Regions from separate parts of the Sus scrofa genome. Here all the other regions are linked to region 1. A link is a contact called in public promoter capture Hi-C data. All regions are on one chromosome and are shown on one strand. Each heading gives the region's core, a stretch centred on a gene start, on an enhancer-like site or on the middle of the called end of the contact. The rest is flanking DNA. Distances are from core to core; before and after follow the strand shown.

What was found. Promoter capture Hi-C pulls out the DNA fragments that hold promoters and counts their contacts.
Region 2: a contact with region 1 is called in a promoter capture Hi-C map of liver, with 4 times the contacts expected there. The contact joins the promoter of ACSM3 here to the promoter of EEF2K in region 1. A contact is called at or near these places in 1 of 5 promoter capture datasets (liver) and 1 of 2 datasets of contacts at active chromatin or transcription factors (alveolar macrophages).
Region 3: a contact with region 1 is called in a promoter capture Hi-C map of liver, with 6 times the contacts expected there. The contact joins the promoter of LYRM1 here to the promoter of EEF2K in region 1. A contact is called at or near these places in 2 of 5 promoter capture datasets (fetal skeletal muscle and liver) and 2 of 2 datasets of contacts at active chromatin or transcription factors (alveolar macrophages and skeletal muscle).

Annotation. Positions count from the first base shown.
Region 1 is chr3:23,978,847-23,981,573 of Sscrofa11.1, reverse strand. EEF2K (eukaryotic elongation factor 2 kinase) reads left to right here and starts at 1,343. Exons shown (of 19, transcript XM_003124551.6): 1 at 1,343-1,694.
Region 2 is chr3:25,282,713-25,285,439 of Sscrofa11.1, reverse strand. ACSM3 (acyl-coenzyme A synthetase ACSM3, mitochondrial) reads left to right here and starts at 1,377. Exons shown (of 14, transcript XM_021086514.1): 1 at 1,377-1,563.
Region 3 is chr3:25,150,684-25,153,410 of Sscrofa11.1, reverse strand. LYRM1 (LYR motif-containing protein 1) reads left to right here and starts at 1,399. Exons shown (of 4, transcript XM_021086518.1): 1 at 1,399-1,525. DCUN1D3 (DCN1-like protein 3) reads right to left here and starts at 1,910. Exons shown (of 4, transcript XM_021086516.1): 1 at 1,723-1,910.

The DNA of each region.
Region 1 (2,727 bases), core at 94-2,593:
CAAGCTCCCAGTCCATCCCACTCCCTCCCCCACCTTGGTAACCACAAGTCTGTTCTCCAAGTCCATGCATTTCTTTTCTGTGACAAGCTTCATTTGTGCCGTATATTAGATTCCAGATATAAGCGACATCCTACGGTATTTGTTAAAGCCTCATTTTTATGATCTGTAGAGTAAAGCTAGTGAGACCTACCTCTAGGGTTGGTGTGAAGAGGAATGAGATAAATCACTCGATAAACATCACTGTTACTTTTATTTCTAAGAGTTGTGAAATTTCTAAAATTTCCCTAGAAGGTTTATCTGGAAGAATATCCATGTGTGCACAGTAGTTATCATTCGTTTTATTGCCTTTTCTTCTTTATAACTTTTCATATCTATTCATTCATATCACAGGCATTTATTAAGCACTTACTATGTGCCAGGCCATGTGCTAACAGGAATACAGACAGCAATGTACTAGGCAGGTCAGGGACCTCTAGAGATGATATTAAACAATTATACACATTCCTACTGTATAGCATAGAGAATTGTATCCAGTCTCTTGAGATAGACACCATGGAAGATGATATAAGAGACAGAATGTATGTACATGTGTGACTGGGTTGCTTTGCTGTACAGCAGAAATTGGCACAACATTATAAATTGAAAACATTTAAAAGTTAGTGTTCCTGACGTGGCGCCCCGGAAACAAATCCAACTAGGAACCATGAGGTGGCAGGTTTGATCCCTGGCTCACTCAGTGGGTTAAGGATCTGGCATTGCCGTGAGCTGTGGTGTAGGTCGCAGACGTGGCTCAGATCCAGCGATGCTGTGGCTGTGGCGTGGGCCAGCAGCCTTAGCTCGGCTCAGAGGCCTAGCCTGGGAACCTCCATATGCCAGTGGGTGGGGCCCTAAAAAGACAAAAATAAAGAATAGAAAAATTATACACATGATTGCCGTAGTCATAAGCGCCTAAGTTTTTACGAAGCAGAAATCCGGGGTGGGATGGGGGGGCGATCCATTCTTGATAAAAATATTTTAAGGTTATGCTTAGAGAAGTACCAACGACGACATGCGATCACTCTTTGGAAAGGACTTGAATACAGAACGAGGCAGCCAGCTATGGAGGATGGTAAGGTGCGGTGCGCAAGGGAGGAGTTGGCTGTCCCTTGGCGGGTCAGTGCCAGGCCCTCCCCACCCGATGGGCCCTGAAGCCGTATACTCAGCAGGCTGGGGAGCTGGGGACGGAGCGCCGGCAGGTCCACGCGGCGGCTGCAAAAGCGGTGACGGCCACGGGAGGGCGGCCACGTGAACGATGCACCGAGTGCCCGCCCGGCCGTGGCCCCGCCCCTGCCTGCCTCCTCCTACCCAAGCCCCAGCTCCAGCTCGGCTCCAGTGGGGATCCGCCGCCCGCACACCCAGCGCTGCAGCCGCCCCAGCTCCGCAGACAGTGGTCTGCGCCCGCGCCCTTGGAACGCGCCCCCAGCACACGGGATCCTTCCAGCAGCCCCGCGTGCCCCCTTGCGCCCCGGGATCGGTCCGGCGGCCGCAGCTGCCTCCTTGGAGCGCCCGCCTGCGCGCCCGGCTCTCCGCTCCCCGGCGCTCTCGGGGGGCCCGCCCGCCCTGCACCCTGGAGCACCGGGCCACGAGCTTCTGCCAGCTCCTCTGGATCCTCGCGGCCGTGAGCAGCGGCTGCCTCGCCTGTCCGCCCGGAGCAGGTAGGTGGGGTGGCGGTTGGCTCTGAGAGCCGGGATCGGGCGCTGCAAACAGGCTGGGGCTTAAAAGTGAGGACCCAGGCGGAAGGGACGGGTGAGGGTTAGGCTCTTCGGGGCTCAGTGTTTGCTTCTGTAAAATGGGGCCGTCGTGCAGATTCACGGCAGTGACTATAGGAAAACTACTCGGCACGTGATGGTGTGGGAGAGGCAGCTTGGGGGCCGCCAGCCGGGGCGCCTCGGGGCCCGCAGAGGGTGGGGACAGCCCTGCCTTCCTTCCCCTGCAGGGCCCAGAGCCACGTCCCCTTCCCCGGCCCCCGAACAAGAGGCCCTAATTCCCAGAACCCCGAGGACAGTGTAGACGCGCCCTTGCTGCATTGTTGGCTGCGGGAGTTCGGGTGTTGGCAGTCTCCGGGGACGTGTGCGCCAAGAGACTGGGCATTAATATGCGGGCGGCGACGCGGGGGCGGGAGCCTACCGGGTGAGTCCCGGCCTAGATCCGCTCCGCGGGCCTGGGGGAACGCGGGGAACCAGCCTGGTTGTCCGGCTAGTGAGAGGGAGGGGGGCTGCTCCGTCTGCCCCGTGGGGACGCGGTGTGAGAGCCTGACTTCTGGGACCTCCACCCTGGAAGCTGCCTGCCTTGGGGCCCATCAGCCAGGACATTGTCCACCCCCTCTGATTTTACGGAGGAGGAACTTGAGGCTCAGAATGAGCCAAGGGCAGATACCCGGAACTGTGGGAATATAGAGCGAGCAGGTGAGAGCGGAGAGCAAACGCTGTGTGTGTGTGTGTTGGGGGGAAGGTTATTGGGCAAGACTTCCTGAAGAAAGTGATGCTTGAGCTGAGCTGGAAAGGATGCCAGTGGGAGGAGGAAGGGTATAGGGGTGGAGTTGTGCAGGTGTCTTCTCCCTCTGTGGGCTCCACAACACCTCACATTCATTCTTTTGGCTCACGTGTGTATTCAACAAATATATTGCTTGATGACGGGAATTCAGGTGTAACATGGTTGGGATTGCCGCCTCCCTTTCCTCTCAAGTTC
Region 2 (2,727 bases), core at 128-2,627, 1.3 Mb before region 1:
TTTATTATGCGGACAACACTCAGGTCTTAAGCCCAGGACACAGCCTATCTGATAACTCTAAGGACTGCTCCAAAGAGGTAAGAGAGGAGTCAGGATATATAGGAGTTTTTGCAACCAAGACCAGATAGTATGAACATCAAAAGATTATTTCTGGTTAAGGGATTTAGTGCTTTTCCATGTATGGGAAATGCAAGAGTCAGGGTTCACTGAAATCATTCCTTTGATATGCACCTCAGCTATCTAGGGCCAGTGTCCTGTGCTTTCTCATCCGGAGTCTCTTGAGGGTACACTGGGGGGGGGGGAGGAACAGGTGGGAGTTGGTGGCTACAGTGTCTGATGGTTTGATGGCTGGCATTCTGTTTCCATCCTGAGTTTCTTCAGGGCTCACCATCCAGTGGATGCAGTGGCTGATGGCTGCAAAGACCTTTGGTTAACAGCTATGGTGGGCAGCACTCACCCTCAACTACTGCTCCAGTACAAAAGTTGTTGCCAGATTTGAGTTCCCACAAATTCCAATGGAAGTAATCTGCAAAAGGGTCATTGAACTGAAAGTCATCTTTTATTCTAACCCCAGATTGACCATTATATCCAAAAATCTTATTTTTGGCTTTCACCTTTGCTTCCGCCTTTACTTTTCAAAATGTCATTGGTGGAGATTGTGCAGCATCTATTTCTGGAGGTCCTCAGTTGCTTGTGAAAAGAAGTCTCATTACACTGGCCTTGCTGTGGTGTCAGGAGGCACAGAGAGAGCTCGCTGAAATTGTTTAGTTTTTCTTTTCATCCTCAGTGCCTAGCATAGTGCCTAGCCCATAGTAGGTGCTCAAAGTTTTTCAACTGAATTCAGCTCCCAAAATGATCGATAAAGTGATAGCGAAACCGGACTGTGGGGCTCCTGGGTGCAAAAGCCTTTTTGTGTACCCCATTTCTTGTTCTTAGGAAATGAGTCTTACTCAGCTACCATGACCTTCCCTGAGTTCCTATAGGGACATGGTCAGATAGTTACTGATCAGGGAGGGGAGGAACAGTCAGGCAACTGTACAGCCTTGAGGCAGGATCCTGGTTCCCTCTCAAGGAATACACGTAATAATATAGGCATCTTATACACCCAAGAAAAAAGTTAGATCCCTATGCTTCTTTTAGAAATGAATACTTTAAAACTGAACAGCTTAGAGACTTTCCTTGTCCTTCTCCCTGGCTTAACTGCACCCTAAACACAATCACCTGTAAACAGGACTAACCTCTCCAGGAGCTCCATGGACACTTTCCCTCCATGTAAATGCATTACTTCCCCAGCCTCCCCAAAACCTGTGGTGTATGAAAATCATTAACTTCTTTATTTTTTCCTTTTCAGGGGCACACCCACGGCATATGGAAGTTCCCAGGCTAGGGGACCAATCGAAGCTCCAGCTGCCAGCCTACACCGCAGCCACAGCAAGGAAGGATCCAAGCCACGTCTGCAGCTTACGGCTGCAAGATCCACAGCCCACTGACCCACTGAGGCCAGAGACGGAACCTGAATCCTCACAGATCCTGGGTTCCTCACAGATCTGCTGAGTCATGACAGTAAGTCCAGTAACTCATTAATTATAAAAGGAACAGTCTCAGGGGACTGTGTAAATCTCCAAGGTAAACTTGGCCCAGAACTTCTGCTCCTCCCTCCAGAATGGCTCCACCAATCCAGGAAAGGCACTCTGGGCACATCTTACTGCTTCTGACTGTCCCACAACTTTTCCATTCTCTTGCGGCTACTGCCAAGACCAACGTAGATAGAAGAGTTCAAGTTTCAGGGTTACTCTTCTAGAAACAGGTCTGCTATCATCTCCTGCTGTGTTGGAATCTGTCACTTTAGTGAGTATCACTTTATCTGTCTCCTATGCAAAGTTTTCTGGGCTGGCCCACATGTACTTTTGAGCAGAGATAACAAGCAAGCAAACAAACAGACAAAAAGAAATTAAAAGTGCTCTCCTGAAATCCTGGGCAGCCAATGTGTTTCTATCAGAATTTCTCAGTTATTGTTAATAATTCTATCTAGTAAGTGACTAGGACTATGTACATACAAAAAGGCTGTAAACATAGCAGCTGAGTTTCTTTCATTTTGAGCTTTTCGTGCTATTTAATTTTTTAAAAATTATGTGCACAGATTAACTTGTTAAGATGTTTTGGAAAAAAAATTCAGTTGAGTCCAAGTAGACTAAGCTGAGGTTTTCACTCTAGTGTCTACTTAGAAGTAACCTGGGGGCAGCCACTTTTCTCTATTAGGTGGTCAAGCATAGCCCTAAAAATTCTTATGGAAGTTTAAGGCAGGGTCTTGTTAGATTGCGGAGAACAGTAGGGGTTTCATCTTGCTTTGAGGGTATATATGCCAACCCATGGTTATTACTTGGATTACTTGATGGAGAAGGTATTTACGGAGATGTGGGGAGGTGAAAATCCCCTTGGCACTGCTGTTTATATAGATGTAGAGGCTGCATGTCTGATGAGACCTTAAATACTTTCAAAAGCCTGTCTGATCAGCACTGGTACCATCTTTATTAGATGAGTTTTCTATGGCTCAGTACAAAAATCTGGACTCACACTGGGAAAGTTGTCTCAGATCTTTTTTACCTGCAAATAGTATTAGAAACCTGGAAAATGGATTTTATGAAATGCTAAAATCTCTGGAAAAACAGGAAAAGAACTTTGTTGGGGAAAAGATAGTCTTATGGTTTTGATGAGGAGGATGCTGGT
Region 3 (2,727 bases), core at 150-2,649, 1.2 Mb before region 1:
TCAGCTAAAATGAGAAAAGTAGTCATTTTTTTCTTCTGTTACATTTCTGTGAAACATCTAAACATGCCATTACTTGTACAATCAAAGCATTAAATATTCTGTTTTATCAGGCTTGAAAGCCCCGATGAGTAGAATGGAACCCATGTTATGATAATTTGTCTAGCAATAAGCATATAAATTCAGTTGCAGAGGAACAGGATTTATGGACTTTTTCTAATCAAATGATCCCTAAAATTTGGGCACCAACTCTTCAAGTTCTTCAGAAAACACAGCTCCAGATTCAACAAAGAATTTATTTCCAAATTTATAATCCAAAAAAGATTTCCAAAGAAAATATCAACACCAAAATAGGAATCATCACACTTCACTCTGAAATCCCTACAAAAGGCTAAAGTAGCACTACATTTTTTTCCCCCTTAAACCAACAGAATATCAACGGAGATCTTCTTCTTCAATCATTCTTTGCAATTTTCAAATGATTTTTTTACATCCCTTATTGGTTTACCTTCTTCCTTAAAACAAAACTAAACAAGTCACAATGTCTTATTTAACGCCACTTATATACAAACATTCAGCTAAATAAATAAGATGGAAATCAGTACAAGCCAAATGTGTCATCGAAGACTTGTGTGCCAGACACACAAGTGGAGAGAAAGATAAAAGAGCTATTGTCAAATTGTAGAAACAAAAAAGTACATGGGGTTTTCTCTTCTCCAAAGTGCATTATGAAGTGTGGGTGGAGAAAAACACAGAAATCCAGAATTAGCCTAAGATCAAAACATTCTGGAAAGAGTTGACAACATTTAAATTCCTCACATATAAAGTATTCAGAGGAAGAGACCTTGATTCCTGGACTATGATGCCATTCAGGAATCCCTGCAAGGCTTTGGAATTCCAGTATTCTTAGGAGAAAATGCTTATCTTAATCGGGAGCGACCGGGCATTGAGAAGTACTCCCAAAGAGACACAGCTTGTAACTGAAGTATTACAAAGCTTGAAGTTAAGATCTGGGATAGAAGCAGAACACCAAATTCAAAAGAAGGTACCAAGACGAAAGGGAAAAAGAAAAAGAAAAAAACACGATTACTACTTAGCCACGGAGAATTAAAGTGGAAAGGAGGGGTATGCATGGGGGAGGATGGGGGTGGGGGAGAATAGAAAAAAACAATACATTTGTCACCCTGTCCCACTTCCTATACAGGATACAGGCAAAGCTTCCAGCCCCATTACCTCAGGCACAGATGGTTATCGTTTACAGCAAAGGTGCATAGGAAGGCCTCCAGGTCTGAGCCCCTTAATTCCAGGGCTGTTAATGATTAAAGAGAAGGATGGGGGTGGGGAGGGAAATGAGGGCGGAGGAGCTGGAGATTCACCCACCACCTCCTGCTTGGGCTCCTACCTCACTGCACTTACCAGGGGCAGAAGACTAGAGTTTGCACTCCCTCCAGGGCAGCTCCGGCCCCCAGAGCCCCAGGCCTTGGGTGGCGGGTGGGGGGTGCCGGCGGTGGAGGGGCAGAGACAGTAGGTAAGTTTTCTGAGCCTGGGGCTGACACGCCACAGGGCCCCCTCACAGCGTCTTCCTCCAGCGGGACCAGTCCAGACAAGGCGCCGATTTCCACTCCTCCCCTTCTACCCCCCTTTCTCGAAGGTACCCAAACCCCCGCCCCTTCATCTCCCAAAGCCTCCCCTTTTCCTCATACACCCCCCAACCCCCAAACTCACAGCTGCTCCAGAGGTTCCTCCAGTCAAACCCTTTCTGGAAACGACGGCGGCCCGGCAGGTCCAAACCACCTACCATCCCCGCTCGCGTCTTCAAGCACCCTACCCCCACCGCCGCCGCCGCCTCTTCTTCCACCACTGCCGCCGCCTCCTCTTCATCTGCGGCCCACCGGCGGCGGCCGCCCCGAAACCCCGCCCCCTCCATCGCCTCCTGCATCATCACTTCCGGTAACCCCGCGGGCCGCCCGCTCCGGGAGGCGGAATAGGAGAAGGGCGGGGAGGGAACGAGGGGCAGGTTGCGTCACGACGTACGCAAAGACGTACGAAGCCGTCGCCAAGTAAGGGCAAAGACCTAGCGACGCGGAGGGAGGGCTAGGAGGAGATGGACTGGCCCATTTTCGGGGGGGGGGCTGGAATCCGGGGGAGAGGAGAGCGGAAGGGGGAAAGGAAAAATAAGAAAAGGTTGAACTTGGCTATAATTGTTGCGAATACGGTGGAGGGTGGTCTAGAGTGTGACGTTTAAGGAAGGCTCTAGCCTACCCCCGACCTGGTACGAATGCTCCCACGGAGGTTCGTCTGGTGGTTTGGTCTGGCCTGGCCTACCGGACCTGCTTAAGCTCTGTCGACCACGGCTCAGCTGGGCTCCCGGCGCCGCCTCCTCCCAGTCTGCCGTAGGCTGCGGCGCTTCTGTGGGTGGGGGAAGGCTGGACTGACGCAGAGTGAGTGTAGAGAATGGAGACGCTGACTCCTGGCGCGGGAGACTGGGGGAAGGGGTTGGCTCCCAAGGGGCAGGGATGGGTGAGGGTGGGGGGTGCGACGTTGCTAGGAGACGAGCCTGTGTGACCCCAGCCTCGCGAGGGCGGCTCGGTGTCCCCGCTGCTGGCGTGGGGAACCTGCCAAGGGAAGTGGCTCCAGGGCCAGGAAGGGGAAGCCTGGTTTGGGAATGCTGAAAATGCTGGTTTGGGGACCATCTGGGATGTCTGAAACCTTTGGATTCCCGAATGTCAA